Linked DNA regions of Sus scrofa: region 1 is linked to region 2. Evidence: chromatin contacts called from public Hi-C data. All regions are on one chromosome and are shown on one strand. Each heading gives the region's core, a stretch centred on a gene start, on an enhancer-like site or on the middle of the called end of the contact. The rest is flanking DNA. Distances are from core to core; before and after follow the strand shown.

Region 1 (4,523 bases), core at 95-2,594, 130 kb after region 2:
CAGGCCCAGGGGGGGGCCAAGGGAGGACCCTGGCCCACAGGCTGGCTGAGAGCACTCTGTGGTACAGACAGAGGGACATAGTACAGACATAACCAACCCTGCCAGGCACTGCCGGGCCCCTCTCCCCTCCTTCCCTCCCACCATCTCCTCACAGAGGGGCCTCATCTCCCCACCTGGGTGCACCCCCTCCCATGCTTTTGCTCTGGGCAATTTCATCCACCCACAAACCTGGTGCCAGGAGGCCTCTCAGGTGTAGGGGACCCAGGATGGGTAAAAAGTCAGGACCCCTCCCCACCAACAATAACAATATGACCACTGAGAAATCACTCAGAAAAGATCATGAAGGAGTTCCCGTTGTGGCTCAGCAGAAGCAAAGCTGACTAGTATCCATGAGGATGCGGTTTACATCCCTGGCCTCACTCAGCGAGTTAAGGGTCTGACATTGCTGTGAGCTGTGGTGTAGGTCACAGATGTGGCTCGGATCCCACGTTGCTATTGCTGTGACATAGGCTGGCAGCTGCAGTTCCAACTGGACTCCTAGCCTGGCAACTTCCATATGGCACATATGCAGCCCGAAAAAGCAGGTAAAAAAAAAAAAAGAAGAAGAACTTGAAAACCTCGAGTTCCTCAAGGGCTGGGCAGCATCCTAAGATCCTGCATCAGCCCTGCACTGGGCCTAGAACCAAGGTGATTCTTGGTTCTAGAATTCAAGGCCACGGGATTCAAACCCATTCAAACACCTCTAGGCGCTCAGGTCAAGGCCTTTGGGAGGGACACACTGCGTGAACGCTGTCAGAGTCTGGCGCTGCATCCTTGGGGCAAGGGATCGGGAGGGGTGGAAGGCCAAACCGCGGGCTTGAGCGCACCTAAGTGGGAGCAGGCTGCGGGTTGGGCTTTTGCTGGGAAGGAGTCGAGACGCCCCCTGGTGGGCATTCGGGGTCGGGGGATGGCGCAAGACCTCCTCTGGCGGGCGGTTGGGTGAGTGCTTTTTCCCTGCCACAGTCCGTCCACCCGGGACTCAGAGGCCACGCCGCAGCCAGCGAGCCGGTCTGATAGGAGGGAGAGGAGCAGGGCCTGGCCTCCTGGTGCCTACTCCCCGAGCTCGGGACAGCCCCCAGCTCCCTCCGCTCCCTGCGTTCCACTGGGGTCTCTGGAGGACCAGGCTGGTTGCCCCGGCGTACGTCCTCGGCACCCTGCGACAGCGGCCCACGTCTCCAGGGCGCACACGGCTCGGGCCAGGAGCCAGGGCGCAGGTCACCGACACCAGGGGAAGCAGGAAGGTAGAGACCGACGGACCCGCGCAAGTACAGCAAGACCCGGGGTCCAGCTCCTCCTTCCGGGGGCGTGGCCCCGCCGCGGCCCCGCCCCGGCTGCGCCGGCTGTGACAGGCGCCTCCGCGCTGGTCCTCGAGCCAGAACTGCCGCCGCCGTCACCTTCGCGGTCGCTCGACTGATCCCATCAAAGCGACCATGCCCCGGGGGAGCCGCAGCGTGGCCGCCCGGCCAGCCAGGTGTGACTGGGACAGGGCCCCAGGGGGAGGGGGCTGAGGAAACGCGGCACCCAAGGGCATGACAGCGTGACCTTGGCGGCTGCTGCGCCATCTTGGCGTGGGAAGGGCGATGGTGCAGCAGTCGCGGGTGGTCGCCCACCCTCTGGCTGGGGTAGAGGGTGCCTCCCCCGAGCTGCAGGCACCTGGGGCCCTCGGCCAGGAGTCCGGCAAGGATTAACCCTGTTAACCTCCTACTTTGCAGCCGCGCCGCCGCGCCCTCTGCCCACCTGCCCGCGCACCCGCCGCCCTCGGCAGCAGCCCCTGCCACCGCTCCGTCGGGCCAGCCCGGCCTGATGGCGCAGATGGCGTCCACGGCTGCCGGAGTAGCCGTGGGCTCGGCTGTGGGACACGTCGTGGGCAGCGCCCTGACCGGAGCCTTCAGTGGGGGGAGCTCAGAGCCCGCCCAGCCTGCTGCCCAGCAGGTGAGCAACTAGGCTCAAGGGAAACTGAGACCGCCTTCTCTCAGGGCCACATAGCAGGAGCTTCAGGCATGTCCAGCCAGGACTGTCCTTTGAGGAGTGTCGGAGGTGTCCAGAGCTTCCTCCGCCAAGGACTTTGTCCTATTCATCGCCCTACTGTTGGCCTCTGGTCACTCACAAGCAGGCTCTCCCATCACCTCCCCTGGGGCCAGGGTCCCTAAATTTCCATGGACAGACACCGAACAGCCTTCTAAAGATGGGGAAATGAAGGCCCTTAGGGCTCAGAGACTGGCCCAAGGTCACCTAACCACTGTAGAAGAGAGAGATGTTGAAGTTCCTGAGTCCCTGCTCTCCCACCCCCAGGTGTGCCCCAGAGCCCCTGCACCCAAGGGCGAAGGGTAGCCAGTGACTTTGGGCCTGTTCCCTGTTGGCCTATCCCCCACCAGGCACCCTACCAATCCTGATCCACATTCAGGCTTAGTGGCGGGGTCAGGGGTCATGAGGATCAGTGTGGCTGAGCTAGGAAGGTGCTAGAAATTGTGGGGGTGGGGCTTGCACTCCAGCAGAGCACTGAACTTTTCTAGAACCTTCTTCCGCCTCCCCACCCCCTTCCACCTGCCCAGTGTGCCTGTTATGAGGCAGCAGGGAATGCTATCTGTACCAGCACCAGCAGGTTCACCTGTTTCAAGGACAGAGCCACTATGGCTAAACAGGGCAGACTGGCCCAGGTCACTCACCCTCCAGGGACCTTTGGGCAGCGGGACTGGGAGTGTGGGTAGAGGCAGCCAGCACCACCAGGCGTGGAGTCCTCTTCTGTGTGCGAGCCCCTAGCTGACCTTGCTGCCTCCTCCCCTGTACCCCAGGCCCCAGCCCACGCTGCCCCCCAGCCCATGCAGATGGGGCCCTGCGCCTATGAGATCAGGCAGTTCCTGGACTGCTCCACTACCCAGAGTGACCTGTCCTTGTGTGAGGGCTTCAGCGAGGCCCTGAAGCAGTGCAAGTACAACCATGGTGAGCGCAGTGGCTCCAGGGGGTGGGAGGGGTGTCCTTCCCCCTGCACCTGCGGGCTGACCTCCAGCCTGTGCCATCTCCCTTGCTCCCTCTGCAGGTCTGAGCTCCCTTCCCTGAAGAGCCTGGTGTGGATTCAGGAGCCAGCCCCCCACCACCTCCACCCTTTCACTGACAGCCCGACTACAATGTCAGATTGTACCCACAGAGCTGGGGTAGGGAGTGAGGAGGGGGTCTCTCACCCCACAGGTGACCCGAGACGAAAATGTGCAATTAAAAGAGTTTATTTTAGACCCAAGCATGCTGTGTCCCCCTCATTGGATCGTCTTCGGGGTGTGGGTGGCAGATAGATGTCACACTGTGGGGTGAGATGCTTCACCCTAAACTAGTGCCCTCAGTGGGGAGGGTGTCCTTGTAATCCTGGGTAATCCGACAGCCTCGGGCAGTCCAAGCTGAGCCATGAGGCATCAGCAGGTGACCTTAAGGTGCCTGACTCCTGGGTAGATCCCTGGAGAGGCCTTTTGTCTCCTTTTGGGGACCCTGCCCCCTCCACCCTTCCTGTCTCTGCCTCTGAATCCCTTTCTCCGCACCCACATCTTAGAGGCCCTGGGCCCTGTCTGTGACCTTGCTGATGCCAGTTCCCAGTAATTCCAGATTCTGCAACAGGAACGAATGCTGCCAGGCCTTGGCCTGTTCATACATGGCAGAAGTCATGGCCAGCCCCCTTGGATTGAGTCCAGCTCATCCACTTGGCCGTGGTGTGCCAGCAGCTGCCAGAACAGAGGAGCAGGCCCTTCAAAAGCCATCATGGGAGTTCCCCCATGGGCGCACCTTCTCTGCATCCTGACATTGCAGAAATAGGTGGCATCTCTGCAGCGCCAGGACACAGGTTCAATCCCCAGCCCAGCATAGTGGGTTAGTGCCTCCGGCAGGGTGGTGGGGAGCTGTCTCCAAGTACAATGTGTGCCATCATGTGGGCATACGTGCCTCTCTGAGGGAGGTTGGCATTGGTGTCCATCTCTCAGCAGACACATCTGTGTCCTGGAAAGAGGTCCCACTTCTGGGTATGAGCAGCCTCCCAGGGGTTCGTGTCTCCTTACCTGGCTCCCAGCCCCAGCTAGTGGGTCCTGGACTGCAGAGAGCCCACCCTTCGGGGTCTTGATGGAGGTCCTTGCTCCTGGTGGCTGCGCCGAGTGCCCGCACGCCTCCTCCAGCCATCACCCACAGGGGGCAGGCCTGACAGCCAGCGCAGCTCCTCTGGAAAGCCCGGGAAGCCCTGCCTGTGGGGGCTGGCGGAAAGGCATGCCCTCTCCCCCACCCCAGGGCTCTTCTGTGATACTCACCTGCCAGCTCTGGACACCAGTCATCCAGGTTCTCCAGGAGGGACTCATAACGGGTAGGGGCCCCTGCCTCTTCCTCTGCAGAGGAAGGAAGGCTGATTCCTAGCTGTCCTGATGGTCCCTGCTCCCACCTCTGACTCTGGATCTGTTTATTTATTTATTTATTTTTCTTTTTAGGGCTGCACTCACAGCATATGAAATTTCCCA
Region 2 (4,328 bases), core at 868-3,367:
TGCTTCATTTCAAGACCTCTCACCAGGTACTCCCACCAAGGGCTCCCAGGCCAGCCTGCCCTAGGCCACCGGGCACTTGGAAAGCTTGCCTCACCCCAGTAATACTCTCCCCTCAACCCTGGACGTAGGCATGTTAGGGGCAGGATGGTGATAGCACATCATCACCCACCCAGGACATTCAACAGAGCAGCCTCTGTGGCCACTATCTGCTCAGCTTGTGGGTTCAGAGGGGGGGCTCTCTCTTTCAAACTGCAGGCTCCCTGGGGGCAACGTGCAGTGCACCAGCCAGCTGTTTTCTCAAAGCCTAGCTCAAGAAAGCCAGGCTCAGGACAACACCTGCCCCAGGATGTCTATGGAGTGAGTGAATATGAAGTGATAGGAAGTTCTTTGTAAAGAAACAGGATACTTGGGATAGCCTGGAGCCGGGGAGGTATATGTGACAACCTCAGTTTTCCCATCTGTAAATAGGCATAATGGAGATATCCACTTCATGAGGATGACATGTCCACATGCGGGGTATAAAGAGGGCAACAAAATATCTAAGGATCATGAATGTAAATTACCTACAGAGTATGGGGCACATGGCAAATTACATGTTAACATTGTTGGAATTATTATTCCCCACCACCCCAGCCCGAGGACCAGGTCTGAGTATCCCCCGGAAGTGACCATTCTTCACCAGCCTTTCTGGGCCAGCAAAGGCTCCATTCTGGAAGGTTTTCAAGCTTCTCCTGCGCTTAGTTTCTCATAGGCATGGACTTGGCTCAGGGATATTTTTCACCCAGGAAGAAGCTTTAACCATGCCACAGAATCCCAGATTTGGGAGCTGTAGGGGCTTCCAGGGGATTTTCTAATCCGTGCCTCCATCTACAGAAGAGGAGGCTACAAACCAGAGCCTCACTTCCAGGCTTGTCTGGGTCCCCAGCTGACATTCCCAGGTCTCCAGACATTCAGGCCAATGCTCTTTCCACTACTCCATGGCACCTCATCTGGGACCTGGTTGGACCATAGGCCCAAAGGTCACACCCTCAGGACATGGGTATGTCCTGACCAGCTTTGGGAAATTCTAGGAAATTACTCCTATTTTTTTCCTAAGACATGGAGAAGCCTGAAGGCAGATATAAGTGTTTATGGTTTTGTCAGGGTAATAACATCCTACTGTGCCAAGTGCCAAGTCAGGTACAGTGTACTGCCATCCATGCAGTGCCCCCAGGGAGCCGTTAAAGAAAAGCCTTCCCGCTTCACAGATGGAAGCCCTGAGGTCCAAAAGGCCACACCCTGCCCAGGTTCACTGGGACTACTGCAGAGCCAGGCACCCATACAATTCTACTCCCACTCTCAAGGTGGACTCACCACCAGCGCCCTGAGGCACCAAACCTCTCTCTCGGCAGGGTAAGGAATTTATTTTTTTCCCCAGCCTTAGGAGGAGCCCTGAGGTCGGATCCCTGGCCTCAGTAGTGCGCAACAGTCCCAAGAGTCCTCTCCAGCTCCTACGCACCGGTCCTGGGCCAGGTCTAGCTCCTTAGTAAGGAACTCGAAGAAGCGGGCGCTGTGGACGCGGTTCTCCTCAGCTGTGCCCACCACACCGATGGAGGAGACGAGCAGCTGCGCGGCAGGCTCTGCTGAGCCGTTCAGCGCCATGACCAGGCCGGGCCGCACCGTCACGTTCACGCGCTGCGGGGACACAAAAGTTTCGCCTGAGACCGGTACAGACCGGGATCGTGTGGAGGACCGGGGAGTGCGGCGGCCCCGCGGGATCAGCGTTGGGGCACGTCGGGGTCACGACTGGGCAAGGCGACACAGAGCAAAGGTGGGGATGAGGCCGTGGGTCATGGAGAGCCAGAGGTCAGAGCTTGGCGGGCGGCGGACGAGCGCGAAAGAGTCGGGGTCGCAGTGGAGAGGCCGGACGCGGACAGAGCTCTACCTCGGTCGCCAACCGCCTCCCGCCCCCTGCTTCCTAGCCCATGCTCACGTCCTCAGGCTTGCCCAGGATGGAGGCGGTGGCCGCGCAGAGCCGCTTCTCCAGTCCTGCGGCCAAGCGGTCGGCGGGCAAGTTCGTGTCCAGCTCTACGAACGGCATGTCTGGCGCGAAGGCGCGCGAACATTGGCCAGGGAGAAAGGACCTGCGGAGTCCAGATTGGTGTTCCTGAGGGTCGGGCCACAAGGCGCAGGGGCGGGGCACCGCGGAAAACCGCCGCTCATTGGCTGGGCGGGCACGCAGCGCCCTCCGCTGGGCTGTCTAGGCCACACCCCCGGCCTCAGCAGCCAACCTCTGCAAGCGCTAGCGCTGATTTCCGGAAGTGTTGTACCCCGGCCGGCACCGCGTAACCCCATCCCCAAAGGGACATTGGCCGGGCCCGGCCCCGCCCATGCGTCGGGTCCCGCCCACTCCCCGGGCGCTGTAGCTGCAACCTGTTTCCCGTGCTCGTCTGCTTTTTAACCAGTTTTAGATGGCTAAAAACACCCAAACATGGACAGCCGTAGGAGCCTTCCCAGGCTCCATCCTAATAACCTTACAACGTTACAGAGGCTTAACATTTTTTTGAATGAGTTACCTCTATGTCAGTCAGGCAACTTCGCGTTCTATGTGGGAATCTACACCGGTCTAGATCAGGAGACCTGGTGGCAGGTGTGGGCTCCAGTGGGGCGGGCAGAGAACCTCGGGCTAACTGCATCCCTACCTGGCCCTTACATACATCTGCCTTTGTGCCCCTTCGTGCCTGAGGCAACCTTGCCTCACTGTGAAGGACCACCCACCAGGGGGGCAAGAGCCAGGTCCCAACTGAATTACCAGCAATGTTTATAGGACGGACTTTATAGTTTTACAAGTGAAGTAAAAGGTGTTATTTAAAAAGTGAAAGGAGTTCCCACCGTGACTCAGTGGTTAACGAATCCAACTCGGAACCATGAGGTTGCGGGTTCGATCCCTGGCCTTGCTCAGTGGTTTTTGCCGTAAGCTGTGGTGTAGGTAGCAGACGCGGCTCAGATTCCGCGTTGCTGTGGCTCTGGTGTAGGCTGGCGGCTATAGCTCCGATTCGACCTGGGAACCTCCATATGCCGTGGGAGCGGCCCAAGAAATGGCAAAAGTAAGTAAATAAACAAATAAATAAATAAAGTGGAAGACGAAACTAAACATGGTACTCATCAGCGTTGCAAAGTTGTTTGAATTGTAAATGAAAAATGAAATTGTGTACATGTATATGAACAATTTCAGTTATACATCTGAAATTCTATGTAAGGGTGCATATTTAAGGAGCCTCCAGAGTTCCCTTGTGCAACAGGTTAAGGATTCAGCATTGTCAATACAATGGTTCAAGTTGCTGCTATGGCATGGGTCCAATCCTTGGTCCAGGAACTTCCACATGCTGTGGGTGCAGCCAAAAAAATTTAAAAAATAAAAAAGAAAAGAACTTCCATAGGAGGCAGGCAGGCTGAGGCTCTGTCTGTCCATGACCCTATCTCCTTAGCAGTTTATTAGATGATTCAGATATCTAGGACACAAGACAGGTAGATTATGACCATCCTGAGGGTCAAGTGTCAAGTCTGGGACCCAGAATGGGGCATGGAGAAGGCAGTGGTTGGGTTACAAGTAGGCACGGGAGAGCAAAGCATCTCCATAGCACCTGGGGGTCAGGAAGTAGCCTGAGACTTCCCTCCCTGCAAGGAGGTTCAAGAACCAGCCCTGTACCTGACTTGGCCTAGGGCAAGGTCAAGGATTCTCCCCACAGAAGGATGTGGTAACAAATACCAAAAGACCAGGAGGAGGACCAGATAAAAAAGGTAAGGAGGGGCCTGTAAACCAAGGAAATAGCCTGAGCCAAGGCCAGGAGGCCCAGGGGGAAGCTGGGAGCTGGGGATTGAGGTGGGAAGCAGGAAAATGACTGGCTACTGTGGGAAAATGGGGGGTGGGGGGGCAACACCTCAAATGCAAAGGTCATGGTTCAGGGACTTACCTTTTGTCCTTTAGTCTCAGACCAGTGAGGCACCAGGGAAAGTTTCAAATAGGAGAAGGTCAGGGTCAAAGTTGTGTTTACTAAAGCTCTTTCCATTGGTCATGAGGAAATCAGCGTGCAAGCAGTAAAGGCAAAGTTAGCAAACAGACAGGAGGAGGAATCCTGGCCAGGTGTGTGGAGGGCACTGGGGACCAGACTCTGCCTGGGGTGTCTTGCTCACCACCAGGGTGGGAAGAGGGCAGCAATTCTGGTGGCTCTGCAGGCCCAGCCCACACTCAGTGCAGGAGAGGCTGCACTAAGGGCTTTAGCTTCTCCTTTATGGCCTTATCAGCTGGAGGCAAGTCCTTGGCCTTCATGATGGCCGCATGGGCCTCC

The links. Hi-C and Micro-C count contacts between places; a contact is called where the count stands out from the background.
Region 1: a contact with region 2 is called in a Hi-C map of liver, with 5 times the contacts expected there. The contact joins the promoter of CHCHD10 here to the promoter of DDT in region 2. A contact is called at or near these places in 3 of 47 Hi-C or Micro-C datasets (heart right ventricle and liver) and 1 of 2 datasets of contacts at active chromatin or transcription factors (alveolar macrophages).

What each region holds. Positions count from the first base shown.
Region 1 is chr14:49,920,256-49,924,778 of Sscrofa11.1, forward strand. It overlaps CHCHD10 (coiled-coil-helix-coiled-coil-helix domain-containing protein 10, mitochondrial), which reads left to right and starts at 1,345. Exons shown (of 4, transcript XM_001929468.4): 1 at 1,345-1,510; 2 at 1,752-1,971; 3 at 2,832-2,979; 4 at 3,077-3,274. The coding sequence starts at 1,470. The coding sequence ends at 3,096. It overlaps C14H22orf15, which reads right to left. Exons shown (of 5, transcript XM_021073686.1): 4 at 4,320-4,394; 5 at 3,941-4,233. The coding sequence ends at 4,094.
Region 2 is chr14:49,791,079-49,795,406 of Sscrofa11.1, forward strand. It overlaps DDT (D-dopachrome tautomerase), which reads right to left and starts at 2,118. Exons shown (of 3, transcript NM_001243557.1): 1 at 1,973-2,118; 2 at 1,499-1,674. The coding sequence starts at 2,080.